Linked DNA regions of Zea mays: region 2 is linked to region 1. The links are chromatin contacts, called in public Hi-C maps. All regions are on one chromosome and are shown on one strand. Each heading gives the region's core, a stretch centred on a gene start, on an enhancer-like site or on the middle of the called end of the contact. The rest is flanking DNA. Distances are from core to core; before and after follow the strand shown.

The links. A called contact is a pair of places that touch in the nucleus more often than the background predicts.
Region 2: a contact with region 1 is called in a Hi-C map of ear, with 1.7 times the contacts expected there. The contact joins the enhancer-like site here to the promoter of LOC100216713 in region 1. A contact is called at or near these places in 2 of 25 Hi-C or Micro-C datasets (ear and tassel).

What each region holds. Positions count from the first base shown.
Region 1 is chr1:18,894,827-18,901,820 of Zm-B73-REFERENCE-NAM-5.0, forward strand. LOC100216713 (FIP1) reads left to right here and starts at 4,448. Exons shown (of 4, transcript NM_001143118.2): 1 at 4,448-4,780; 2 at 4,895-4,996; 3 at 5,550-5,821; 4 at 6,133-6,488. The coding sequence starts at 4,564. The coding sequence ends at 6,321.
Region 2 is chr1:19,102,507-19,109,500 of Zm-B73-REFERENCE-NAM-5.0, forward strand. It overlaps the pseudogene LOC103631830. Among protein-coding and RNA genes, the nearest start is that of LOC100502093, 59 kb to the left of the region's middle. Within about 2 kb of position 4,340, at least 4 of the 20 cell types and tissues checked have an H3K27ac peak or open chromatin away from gene starts, as enhancers often do. A contact at or near this core is called in ear, where this site is marked.

The DNA of each region.
Region 1 (6,994 bases), core at 3,198-5,697:
CTTTTGGAGCGCGCCTCCGGGCCTCTAGCCGACCCCTAACAAATGGGGCACGGGCGTCCACTCGGATTACCCGCCAGCAGCTCACCGGAGACACCATGTTCGGCGCCCTCCGAGGGCAACATGGCGCTTTCCCCCCTCCTCCTTGCGGAAAGGCGACACAGGGGCGTATGTAAAAAAGTCGAGTCTGTCCTTGACCATCCTCTCGCCCTGCGCAGAGGCTCGGGGGCTGCTCTCGCAAACCCGACTCCGGCCAAACCGTTGACAGCGTCAACATACCAGCCCGAGAACTTGGGACCCGACCATGCACCCGGGCTACGACCAGCTCGTATGAGGGAACAACCAGACCAGCCGAAGTGTTGCGAAACACACTAAGACCTCGAAGGAGTTAAACTACTCCTCCGAGGCCTCGGGGGCTACACCCGGCGGGTGCGCTCGCGCGCACCCACCGGAACGAAATGCAACCAAAAAAGGTTGGTCCCCTCGCAAAAAAGTGCGGCAAAAGCCTCCAAGCGAGTATTAACACTCCCTTCGAGGCTCGGGGGTACTGTCGGGGACCATAATTAGGGGTACCCTCAAGGCTCCTAAATCTCAGCTGGTAACCTCCATCAGCACAAAGCTGCAAAGGCCTGATGGGTGCGATTAAGTCAAGGATCGGTCCATTCGAGGGACGCGATCACGCCTCGCCCGAGCCCAGCCTCGGGCAAGGGCAGCCGACCCCGGAGGATCTACGTCTCGCCCGAGGACCCCCTCCAGCAACGGACACACCTTCGGCTCGCCCGAGGCCCAGTCTTCACCAAGAAGCAACCTTGGCCATATCGCCACGCCAACCGACCAAATCGCAGGGGCATTTAATGCAAAGGTGGCCTGACACCTTTATCCTGATGCACGCCCTCCAGTCGACAGAGCCGAAGTGACCGCAGTCACTTCGCCGCTCCACTGACCGGTCTGACAAGAGGACAGCGCCGCCTGCGCCACTCCGACTGCTGAGCCACTCGATAGAGTGAGGCTGACAGCAGCCAAGTCCGGCCTCAGGCGTCATAGGAAACTCCGCTTTGCCCGACCCCAGGGCTCGGACTCGGGCTCAACCCCGGAAGACGACGAACTCCGCTTCGCCCGACCCCAGGGCTCGGACTCGGGCTCAGCCCCGGAAGACGACGGACTCCGCTTCGCCCGACCCCAAGGCTCGGACTCGGGCTCAGCCCCGGAAGACGACGAACTCCGCTTCGCCCGACCCCAGGGCTCGGATTCGGGCTCAGCCCCGGAAGACGACGAACTCCGCTTCGCCCGACCCCAGGGCTCGGACTCGGGCTCAGCCCCGGAAGACGACGAACTCCGCTTCGCCCGACCCCAGGGCTCAGACTCGGGCTCAGCCCCGGAAGACGACGGACTCCACTTCGCCTGACCCCAGGGCTCGGACTCGGGCTCAGCCCTGGAAGACGACGAACTCCGCTTCGCCCGACCCCAGGGCTCGGACTCGAGCTCAGCCCCGGAAGACGACGGACTCCGCTTCGCCCGACCCCAGGGCTCGGACTCAGCCCTGGCCTCAGCCGACGGTCTCCGCCTTGTCCGACCCGGGGGATCGGACTCGACCTCGACCTTGGAAGACAGACTCGACCTCGACCTCGGAGGAGCCTCCACCTCGCCCAACCTAGGGCACGGACCGACCACGTCAACAGGAAGCGCCATCATTACCCTACCCCGAGCTGACTCAGGCTACGGGGAACAAGACCGGCGTCCCATCTGGCTCGCTCTACTATACGAGTAATGATGGCGCTCCGCATGCCCTGTGACGACGGCCGCTCTCAGCCCCCTTACGGAAGCAAGAGGACGTCAGCAAGGACTCGACAGCCCCGACAGCTGTCCTTCCGCCAGGCTCCAGCGCTCCTCCGACGGCCACGACACCGCACGAACTGGGTGCCAAAACCTCTCCGGCTGCCACGATGGCATGTACCCAGGGCGCTAGCTCTCCCCCGCTAGACACGTTAGCACATTGCTACACTCCCCATTGTACACCTGGATCCTCTCCTTACGCCTATAAAAGGGAGGTCCAGGGCCCTCTTACAGAGGGTTGGCCGCGCGGGGAAGGACGGGACGGCGCTCGCGCAAGGCCGCTCGCTCCCTCCCGCGTGGACGCTTGTAACCCCTTACTGCAAGCGCACCCGACCTGGGCGCGGGGCTAACACGAAGGCCGCGGGTTCCACCTCCCACGCCTGTCTCCCTCCGGCTGCTCTCTCCCCCTTCGCGTTCCGCCTCGCGCCGACCTATCTGGGCTGGGGCACGCGGCGACAATTCACTCGTCGGTCCAGGGACCCCCCGGGTTTCGAAACACCGACAGTATTGGGTGAATTATACTCTTTTCCTTACGTGAGTTTTCATGAAAATTTCTCACTAAGGTTTTTTATGAGGTAATTCGTGTGACACAGCAAGCATGAGCTATGTACTCTTTATACAATTTTCCCACTAGATTTTATGGAGTTTTCGGACATGCATCTCACGACAATGGACCAAGGGGTAGTGTTAAGAAACCCTTCTTGGATCAGGAAGACCCTTGTGGCCCATATGCCTAAAACCCTAGTTTTTGTTTATAAATAGAGATGAGATCCATATATCATGTAACTTTTGAACAACAACATTATATAGTAATAAAAAATCAGTTCCTCTCTACACTCTTATTCTCTTGTGTTTTTAGGCAACAACTGCTATGCAAGCAGCCCTTCATTGCAAGCGTGCAAGCAAACCATCTGATCAATTAGATTACGATCCAACCATAGATACAACTATGGTTTGTTAGGAGTTTTTTTTATAAAGATTATTGAGTTGGTGGTGGAAGGGTTTAAGTATTAAATATGACCTACGATTGGATCGTAATCAAATGGATCAGATGGTTTGCTTGTACGTTTGTAAAGAAGGACTCCTTGCATAGCCGTCGTTGCCGTGTTTTTATTCTACTTAGCCAAAGTAATAGAGGGCTCACCGTCCACGGCTCCCGTGCCGTTTAGTCCGTTAGGTGGGTTGGAACCTTCCAGATCCACGGGCGGAGTCGAAACTCGAAAGCCCCGGAATAGAACCGTTGGCAAGGTGAATCCCACGTGGGACCCGTGTGCTCACCTGGAAGATGGACAAGTGGGTCCCTAGCGTGAACGCGTCCTTTGGAATCCGTGACGCGTCTCCGTCACACCAGGCGGCCTCGGATTTTGAGTTTTGAGCATTCATCAGACACCAAACGGTGCAGGAGCGATGCTGCATATTCAGGGCCCCTTTGGTAGGGCTTATTTTTCAGCTTCGGCTCTGGCTCATACAAAAGTTGTGCCAAACACCTTTTTTTCAAATGGCTTCACCAGTAAAGTGCTTTTCCAAAATTAACTAGAGGGCATGAGCCAAAAAAAGTGGCTCACCCGGCTTCAGCTCACGTCATTTTTGCACAATAGCCCTCCCACCAGTCCAAATTATTTTTTTGGTCCTGCCCTTAATCCCTAGCCACGTACAGGAGAGATCGACCACGTAAAAAGTAAACTATACAAGGGTCTTTCTGAAAAACAACCTATAAGCCGTTTTGCCAAATGATTTTTCAGAATGGCTTTGGCTCATCTAAAGAAGTGGCTTCACCTCGTGAGCCAGAGCCAAAGCCGTTTTTGGAGAAGCCAGAGCCCTGCCAAATAGAGATGGCAATGGGTACCCGAAACCCGAATACCCGACGGGTTTTACCCGATATGAAGGCGGGTACGGGATGATTTCTCTACCCGCGGGTATGTTAATGGGTAAAAACCTCTACCCGTTGGGTAGACGGGTACGGGTATGGGTTGGTACTACCCATACCCGTCTACCCGTGGGTAAAATATACCCGCGTCAATAACACTATAAACATCTAATAGAGTCCAATTTAGCTAGAACAAAACCCTTCTCTAGTTATCATTTGTCTAGATACCAAGTTATGTAATCATATGATTTGTTATATGTGAAATTGAAGTTGTTTTTATATGTTTATCTAATATTTTGAGTGATTGGTATATTGGAATTTAATTCTTTCCTAGCGGGTATGGGTTACCCGACGGGTAAAAATACCCGCGCGGGTACGGGTATGGGTAAGATTTTATACCCGCGAGTATATATGGGTAACCCGACGGGTAGAATTTTTTTTGATGGGTACGGGTATGGAATGGTACTACCCGACGGGTATGTACCCGTTGCCATCCCTACTGCCAAAGGGGCCCTCAATTCATTTACATTTTTTTTGCAGCAATTGCGTCGACGCGGAATAGAAATGGAAACACCTTCGTGGCTAAGCATTTTTGCCTGGTCAAGTCGAGTTTGAACATTGACGTGAAACGCTGTGCTGTGCTTAGCGACGACTCCACCGCGTTATGCTGACGATAATAACATTTATTTACTTTTTTTTTTGCAGAAAAAAGACAACTATATATTCTGCCATTCTGGCAGGCCCCCAAATAAATTTCCACAACCGAAACCTGCAGTCGGGTCATCTCGTCCACGAAACGTACGGACTTCGGGCATCGGCCCCAACGCCAGCGGCACCGCACCCGCACCACCAAGCTCGTCGGCGACATGAATCCGCCCGCAGCAGCCGCGTCCACCGGCGCAGGAGGCCACGCCGCGGCGCCTGCGGCAGCCCCGGAGTACGCGCACTACCCGAGGCTCTCGCCAGAGGAGGTGGCCCCGCCCCCGCCCCCGCCTTATCACGCCGCCACCGCCGCGCCGTCCGCCTACGGAGGCAACCCCTACATCTACTCCCCCGCCGGCGGCGCCGCCACCTCCCCGAAGAGTGCGTTCCCCCGCCCCGCTCCTTAAAAATCTGGCCCCGACAGCTGCCGATTCGTCCGGAATTTGGATCGTTCCTTCCTTTTCTGATATGCTCTCGTGTGGTGTGGTTTTGCAGATACGATGGACTCCGTGAAGGACGTGCTCGGCAAGATGGGAAAGAGGTTTGGCGAGGCGGCCCGCAAGACCGAGACCATCACCGGCAATTTCTGGCAGCACTGTGAGCTTTTCGATTTCGTTGCCGTATTTTCACGAAATCGGGTTCCGAAGTTGTTTCTGTGTGTTTTTCATCAATTTGCTAATCGTGTTGTGCATTTTCATGTACATTTTGTTATTGTAATATGAAATTAGGTTGTCGTCAAGCTGTTACTTAGCCACAACCACAATGAAATTGAACTAGAATCCCATCTTCATGGGCTCAGACAAAAAGAGGGGCAACTAATTTAATCGACACAGAATTCAGCTTATTTCATTGGCGTGCACTAAATTCGGCATTTCTGGTGGGCATTGACAGGGATTAGGATTCATTATGCTGCTTCTTTTATAACTATAAAAGTTTTATTCCATATATTTCACTATATTGATGATGTTTGATGTGGCTTTTCTAGGTACCATGTATCTAGACACAGTGTATATCTAAGCACATAGAAAAATCTATGTGTAGCCTTGTTTCTTTAAGTCAAATGGGAATGGGAGCACTAGATTATAGCCTTGTTTCGTTAAGTCCATACAATGTGGAGAAACTGATCAGGTCTTCCTGATTCTTTAAACAGTGAAAACTGGACCAAGCATTACTGATGCAGCAATGAGCAGGATCTCACAGGTCACCAAAGTCATTGCAGAAGGTGGATATGACAAAATTTTCCATCAAACTTTTGAGGTCGCCCCTGGTGAAAAGCTCAAGAAGCCATATGCATGTTATCTGTCAACCTCGGCTGGTCCTGTTATGGGTGTGCTTTACCTGTCCAATGTAAAACTGGCATTTTGTAGTGATAACCCACTTGCATACCAGGTTGGAGACAAAACTGAGTGGAGTTACTACAAGGTAATTATGTGTATTGCTGTGTTTTGCTTTAGTTCAGTAAATATAAAGTTTGTTCAAGGAAATGCAATTCGTACTGAAGCTTATTCATTATGACAATTAGGCTTACAGAATTATGTTAAGAAACAATACATCTTACTCTGGAGTATTGTTTTGTATGAAAACATCAAGTTTCAGAATTTGTTTCATCTGTTTTCATCAGTGCACCAATATAATAACTATTGTCGATCTTATTTACTGGTAGTACTCATTAATTCTGAAATCCATATATTTCAACATGCAACTTACGATTTGTTTGTCTATATCTGAAATAGGTGGTCATCCCCCTTGCTCAACTGCGATCAATTAATTCATCAACAAGCAGAACAAATGCAGCAGAGAAATACATTCAGGTGGTTTCTGTTGATAACCATGAGTTTTGGTTTATGGGCTTCGTTTACTATGACAGTGCGGTGAAGAATCTGCAGGAAGCACTTCAGGAGGCTCAGAATTTACGTGCTTAGTGATGTTCATGGATTGGAACTAGCATGTCTTATACATTACAGTTGTGATATACTGTTTTCCCGTCAGTTTCGACTGTTTGTCCAGATTTAGTTTGCGTAGGTATCAGCTGTTTCTGTGTTTTGTACTGACTTAAACCGATGTTCAATATGTGACGTGCATCCTTTCATGGTTGTTCTCTGCTATGATGAGCCCATTTGCTTCGAGCAGTAACAATGGGTGTGCTTCTTCTGAGTTTTAAATCCGACCACAGTAAGATTGGCGAAGTGGAACGCACTTCACAAATCAATTCGGATTTGGGATTGTGATATGGATTCAAATTATTGATTTATCCATGCTCAGTGATTTCTATAGGTCTTGAGCAGCGCGTGTTTGTATACTTCGTGCTTTGACAAATCCCAGTTTAGTTGGCCCCGCTTTAAGGTTTACACTGACTTGGGGGCTGGTCAGGCAACCATTTACAACTTTAGGTTATTTGTGTCTGACAATTCCTCTGACTGACCTGTGCAGATTTTCGAACTGTGACAGTGCATCTTGATCCCGTCGTGTCTGCCCTGTGCAGCCTGGTGCCCAGGATGTGTTATTTGGGCATATTTTGCTTCATGTAGTAACAGTTAACTCACAAACATCAGTGGAAATATCTGAACGAGTAGCTTATCCATAACTCCTTGTTTT
Region 2 (6,994 bases), core at 3,090-5,589, 210 kb after region 1:
ATTGAAGAGAAAATGAACTAATTTCCCCCTCAATTCTCTACTATTCCAGTAATTCCTTGTCACCAAATCAGTTCTAAAGTATAACTTTTCCAGGATAGTTAGGAGAGACACCGGAAATTCCAACCGAGAAAGAGGTGCCGCTTTTTTTTTTGATAAGACAGGAGGGGTGAGCCCCTACTGAAAATTTTATTAAAGCTTTAAAATAACAGAGTTAGAAGCAGACAGAAAGCAGATTACAAAGGGTAAAACAGCCTAACTACAACGGGAAAAGGAAAAGAGACGAGGTCTACTGCCAAAGCTGAAGCCATGCAGGAATTGTCGAATCAAAACGGCCTTTAGCCCTCAGCATGACAAGATGAAGTTCCCTTGCAAACTCATTTTTGCAGTGTTGCACAGTCGGGGCTTTGTTCTGAAAAAACCATGCATTGCGGGTTTTCCAAATGCTCCAGTTCATGAGAATGACAATTTCCATAGAGAATGGAACATTGAGTTGTTGCATTAGGTTTACTGCCGCGGCCTCAGGATTAGCAATTCTGGGAGACGTCAAACCAATAGAAGTCCAGCAATCCTTTGCAAAGTTACACTTGAGGAAAAGATGGTAAAGAGTTAACACTCGAGAAAGAGGTGCCGCTTTTACAAGCCATTCCAATTTCCTGCTGTCTTTTTCTGCTGCCCTGCCGATACAATAACTGCGGTTCCCATCGTTAGAACGACGCCCATTACCTCTGAAAAGCGTGCGCAGCAAGAGTGTCTCCTAGTAGTGATGATAAAAGTAATCGAGTAAGCAAATGTGCAATGCCAAACTAGCTATCGGGCTGAAAGTCCGTAACTACGAACTCCAGACCGGTAATCTTCAGGAGAATAGTCTATGGTAATTTTGATATTTATATATATACTAGTATATAGTCAATGTTAACACAAAAAGTATCCTGGGACAGGTCAACGGCGGGTCACGATGGAAGGAAGATCTAAATAATATTGTTCATTGGATTTAAGTAAAGTAGATAAGATTATCCCGCGACCGTTGGTTTTAAAAGTGTGTTAAGTCTGAATATATTTTGCTTGAGATTTAAATTAGTGAAGTTTATGGGTGTCTGGTGTGATTTGGTTGTGTGGCTGTGAGTTTTGTAAAGTTTAAAAAGATAGATTGTTTAGTGTTATAGATACACAATTAATCAACGATACATCTTTTGGTGTATAGTTTTATAAGCTCATTTAATTTACATATGAAATTCATACAGTACTATTACCGTAACTAATGTATTTGAATTTCAAATCGTGCAGAACCAAACTAGCTTAGTACAGTCGAGTGGAACCCATCAAATAAACATCTATTTTTTTCAACGGATCGAAGCCCACAACGAAGTAACCAGGGTCCAGGGCAGCACACATGCGTTAATACCCAGTCTTTGCTGTCGCAGCCATACGGACTGTGGAGTTGCAGTCTACACCAAACAGAAACGATGACGGAGTCACGAAGCCTGCTGCAGTTTCCTTGGAGGCGCTTGGGCTTTTGCTTTGTCTCGCTAAACAAATGACATGTCACACTGTGTGTATGCAGAAGCGTGTGTGAAACGCAGACGCTGGAGATGTAACAGCTTGGTACCAGCTACTAGTTCCACTCCCATGCTTGCTTGTGACGACGTCGACTAGCTAGTAGGCCCTATATATAAACTGGCCAGTCAGCAATTCTTAGTCCTACGTGGACGGTAGTTGGCTGTGGACATCAATGTATACAGTATAGGTACGTATGGGTCAAACGGAGCTCACATAGTCACATGTTGCTCTCTGTCCATGTGGTCAACCAAAAAAACAGCATTATGCTCTACATGGCCAGGACAAGGACATAACATACTCCATCTAGCTGAACCTCACAGAGTCACGGAACATATCCGGTACACATAGAATCTTAGTGTATATGGTGCATAGATTAAATTATCACTATCTATATTAGATCTAACGTCTCTGATTGATCATTGTAATTTATAAATAACACCTTCCACAACTACACCCCATCACATAGGAGGATGTCCTTAACAAAATATATCAAACAAATAGAGATGTTAGATCTAAGATGCGTAATACTTCCATATACACCGGATATGTTTTCATCTATCATAACATGTAATGCGAACCAACCGACCAAAACTGCTAGTTGGGTAACTGTTCCGTGTGTACTTTTCTAATTATAATTAATACCCGGCTGCTTGCATTGCATGCGTGCATGAGGTGTGTATGTTGTATTCTCTTCTTCCCATTATATTCCAGTTTCATGCTTTATTTGTGTTGACTCACCAACTTCCTTAACTAGATTTTCTACGGAGACCTCACCAGATCTCTCCGCTTTATATATATAAACCCTAGAGGCCTGCCATATGCAAACACAGCCAAAACGAACCAACTACAAGCAGATCGAGTCTCCAGACTCTTCCTGCAAAAGGGCATAGCATCAAAAGGCTGTGTGTAAAATTCGTCGTGTCCTGCAAAAGGTCATGTCGTCTCCGATGGCTACCATAACGGCTAGTGCCAGTTCAGCCATGCAAGAAACCAGCAACGACAAGGCTACGACGAGTACTACCACTATCGCCTCGCCGGCGCCAGTGCGCTACCGGCCGTCGCCCTTGGTCATATTAAGCGCCTGCCTTGTCCTCATGGGCGCCGGCGGCCCGCTCCTTCTCCGCGCGCGTCTACTTCGTCCACGGCGGGGAGCGCCTGTTCCTGTCCGCCATGCTGCAGATCTCCGGGTGGCCCCTCCTCCTCCCGCCCATCTGCGTCTCCCTCTACCGGAGCCGCAGCCACGGCGTGGCGAACCTCCTCCTCCCGCCGCGCCTCACCGGCGCCGCGGCCGTCCTCGGCGCGTTCTACGCCATCTCCTGCTTCGTCTACGCGCTGGGCTCGCAGGCTTTGCCGCTGTCCACGTCGTCGCTGCTGCTGGCCACGCAGCTCGCCTTCACCGCGGTGTTCGCGTTCCTCTTCGTGGGCCTCCGCTTCACGCCCTTCTCGGCCAACGCCGTCGTGCTCCTCACCATCGGCCCGGCCGTGCTAGGCGTCGGCCCCGGCTCCGGGAAGCCAGCTGGCGAAGCCTCGAGGACGTACTGGACAGGGTTCTGCGAGGCGATCGCCGCGGCCGCGCTTGCCGGTCTTGTTCTGCCGCTCGTCGAGGTCGCCACGGCGCGCTACGGCCGTCGCACCGGACCCGCGGCGAGAGTGCCACCACCGTACGCGACCGTGATGCAGATGCAGGCCGTGATGGGCGCGGCTGGCACACTGGTGTGTCTGCTTGGCATGGCCATCAAGAGCGACTTTCAAGCGATTCCAAGTGAGGCCGCCACGTTCGGGCTCGGCAAGACCAACTACTACCTGGTGCTCATCTGGGACGCCGTCTCATGGCAGCTGCTAAACCTGGGTATCGTGGGGCTCATCACCTGCGCCTCCTCGCTCCTCGCCGGCATCATGATCGCAGTCCTCTTACCGCTCTCCGAGGTCCTCGCTGTTATCTTCCTCCATGAGAAATTCGATGGGCCCAAGGGCATTGCGCTCGTGCTCTCTCTTTGGGGCTTCGCCTCCTACCTCTATGGTGAGAAGGCGCAAAAGAAGATGGACACTCAGAAGAACGAGCAGCAGATGGTAAAGAAAATTGATGATCTGGAGTCGGCTACTCTTTGAGGATCTACATATATATTTCTTCATTTCTATTTGTATTGTTGTGACAGCATATAGACGTATACAGAGAGCCATATATGTAAGTATAGACTATAGTAACATGGTTTAATTTTAAGCTTAGAGATTGTTTACTACGTACATTTCCTACGACATTATTTCATTTGTAAAGAAGAAGAGGCAAATGAATTAAAGTGATACGATTGTAATACTACTACATCCCTTTCAAACTACGTTAACATTTCCTACGACAGCAAACGAAGGAAATTCTGACAGTTAAATTAATTCCGATGGTTAATATTGAAGCCGTCGGAGGTAACACAATATCTGACGGTCTTTTTAAGACATCGGAGATTACATTATTTTCGACGGTTTATCTGATAGCCGTCAGAAATAATATTAACATCTGATGGTTGTCAGTCGGAAATAATGGTTTTTAGCTAATGCCGCTCCAATCGTTGTTTGAATTCTTTTCGCTCGCTACCGCACACGCTCTGTCTCCGTATACCTCGCACCCGCAACAGCTCGCTGTCGTGCTCGGAGGAGCTCAGGCCATCGCTGCACCAGCCGTCGCATCCACGCTCGTGTCGTCTCTGTGTCCGCGCCATCACCGTGGGCCGCCTCGTGCTGGCCTTCGCTGGATGCCACCGGTATAGATGGCCAGCCCGGAGCACGGCACGGCCCGTAGTAGCTGGGCACGGCACGACACGGCTGGTGTCGGGCTCGTGCCAGCACGGCCCGATAGGTAGTGTCGTGCCTGGGCCGGCACGAGTACGGCACGATTAGCCCCTAGGCACGGTTAGACACGATTATGCATGATTAGATCCAAGCACGACTAGTTAGCTGTGTGCTGTACTCTATTTTCTTATATAGGGTTTTCTCACAAGGATAAATTTTTACCTAGATAGATTTTTAATGAGTCAGTCATTGCCCTAAACAGTTCAATATTACATATTTTAGTATGTTTTAACTGTGTTTGTGAATATCTGACTAAAATTCTGTGGTGTAGTGCTAAACGGGCTATATGGGCTAAATGGGCTAAACGGGCCGGCACGGCACGGCTAAGCAGCCTTAGTGCCATGCTTGGGCCTGGCCTTAGGCACTAGTGCCGTGCCGGCACGGCACGGCTATTAAACGGGCCAAACGGGTCGTGCCCTAACCGTGCCGTGCCTGGCCGTGCCCAGGCCGTGCCGTGTCGGGCCGCCCATTTGGCCATGTACACCGGCCGTCTCTGCCCCGCCTGTCCCTGGCTCCACCCACCACGGTTCGCTACTCTGCTCGACCCCAGCCGCCCCGACATCACCCGCGTCCGCCGACCGTGCCCACGCGCGCCGCCACTAAGTGAGTATGAATTATATTTAGAATTGTATGTATGAATGCGTTGTTTGATTGTAGTTAGTTTATGTACAAGTAATTGATTTTGTATGTCAAAAAATGTTTAGTTTGTTATTTCCTGCGGGCAGAATGTGATTATATAATTCAATTATGTTGTTTTAGTTTATTTAAGGGTGCTTAAATAACCTAAATTTATAATTTTCGATGGTAATTATTAAGCTCTCGAAAATAAGATGATTTCATATAATTTATCACCTGAAATAATATTATTTATTATATAATATTGTATTAGTGGTTTATTAGTTGAATTATGTAATAATGCAGGATGATTCTAGCTTAAGCACATGTAAGACTTTACCTAGGTGTCACTTGTTTTGGCCCAACACATATTGTTTCTGACGACCACCAAGAAGTTGTCGGACATAAGGCAAAGTTATATCCGACGGCCACCATGAAGACCGTCGAAGATAATACTATTATGTCTGACGGTCTGCATGGTAGCTATCGGATATAATATGTGTGGGCCCACTTTGCACCGTTACGGCCATTACCGAGCATATCGTCGGCGGTGCCTACGAGCCAACGGACATATGCTATCTCCAATGGCCGCTATTGGAGATAAGCTTATTTCTGACGCTTTAAAATGACTGACACTTGCCGTGGAAGATAAGGCTTATATTGTCAAAAATAATCTATGTCCGACGTCTTAAGCCTTATATTCGACGCTTTAAGCTATCGGAAATTTTGCGTTTTATTGTCTAGAATTAAAAATGTCTCACTCTTAGTGAGGGGTAAAACTGGCCATCGATACTAAACTAGTTACACAAAACTTGTACTATTTCTCATGGCAATAAATGCTAATGAAGCTTCAACATGTACTCTTCTTGGACGTTTGACTCGTGAGTCCTAGTATTGATTTTAGAGTAACTAGGACTCAAACGACCGAAAAGAGTGCAAGCTCAACAGTGAGTGCAAGCTCAACAGTTGTGCGTATAAAATAGAACGAGTGCACAATCGTCTTACTACCTTTTTCATATTTTTTGAGTTTTAAGCTTCAACCATAGGACCAGTTTTACTAGTTCTTAGCTCAGCGGAATCATGAGGTACAATCACATTTAAAAAATTAGGAAGGGCCGTGCGTCCAAATATGTGAGAGATCTGGCTCCAATACCCTACATACCTACTTTAGCTTGCTAGTGCATAGGAAAGTTACAAACTCTAACTAGGAATATAAACAAAATCTAAACAAACAAATTTCTCATGCGTGAGTTCCTAAATGTTCTTGAATAAAGTACGGCTTGTGCTAAGATCTCGAGACATGGATTGGATGGCATCATATGGCTGGCTTCAATCAAGTATCTAACTGAATTGTGATCAAACACACTCCATTGCCAGACATGTCAGCGCTCCTACCATCAAAGCGTCTTTCAACAGACCTACGTTACCATGGTTAGGATTATACTCCAGTAGCATCCCTGATTATGAAACCATAGCTCACATAGATTGTGCGTTCAGATATACACCATCTATAGTAGGACTAAACCAACCTTTTGCTCAGGCGGTCTTGAACATTGTGTCCCGATGATTACAAGACAGTTATGTTGCAGAGCTTTCTTTCGCCTCTCTTCAGCCATCATAATCACCAGTTGTATAATCTCCTAGCTCGGTTGCATGCATCAACTCTCCCGTGTTAACTTGTGTAATCTCCTAGATCCATTTCAAGTATCCCACCACTTTCAAAGAAAGAAGAACAGATTTGAGACACAAATTTCATATGCAGAGTCATGGTAGCCTGCACAAAAGGTCTTGGATGAGCTCTCATCTTCAACGGACTTATGTGTGATTTCCTCCATCTGTAGATATCTCCAACAATGGTGAACATATTTACATTTCAACAAACAAGGACCAACATCTTCATCGAACTGGTTGCATAAGGGACATCTTGTGCCTAAATCAATCTTGCAGCTTTTGATCTTCATCTATAGAGGAAGACTATATC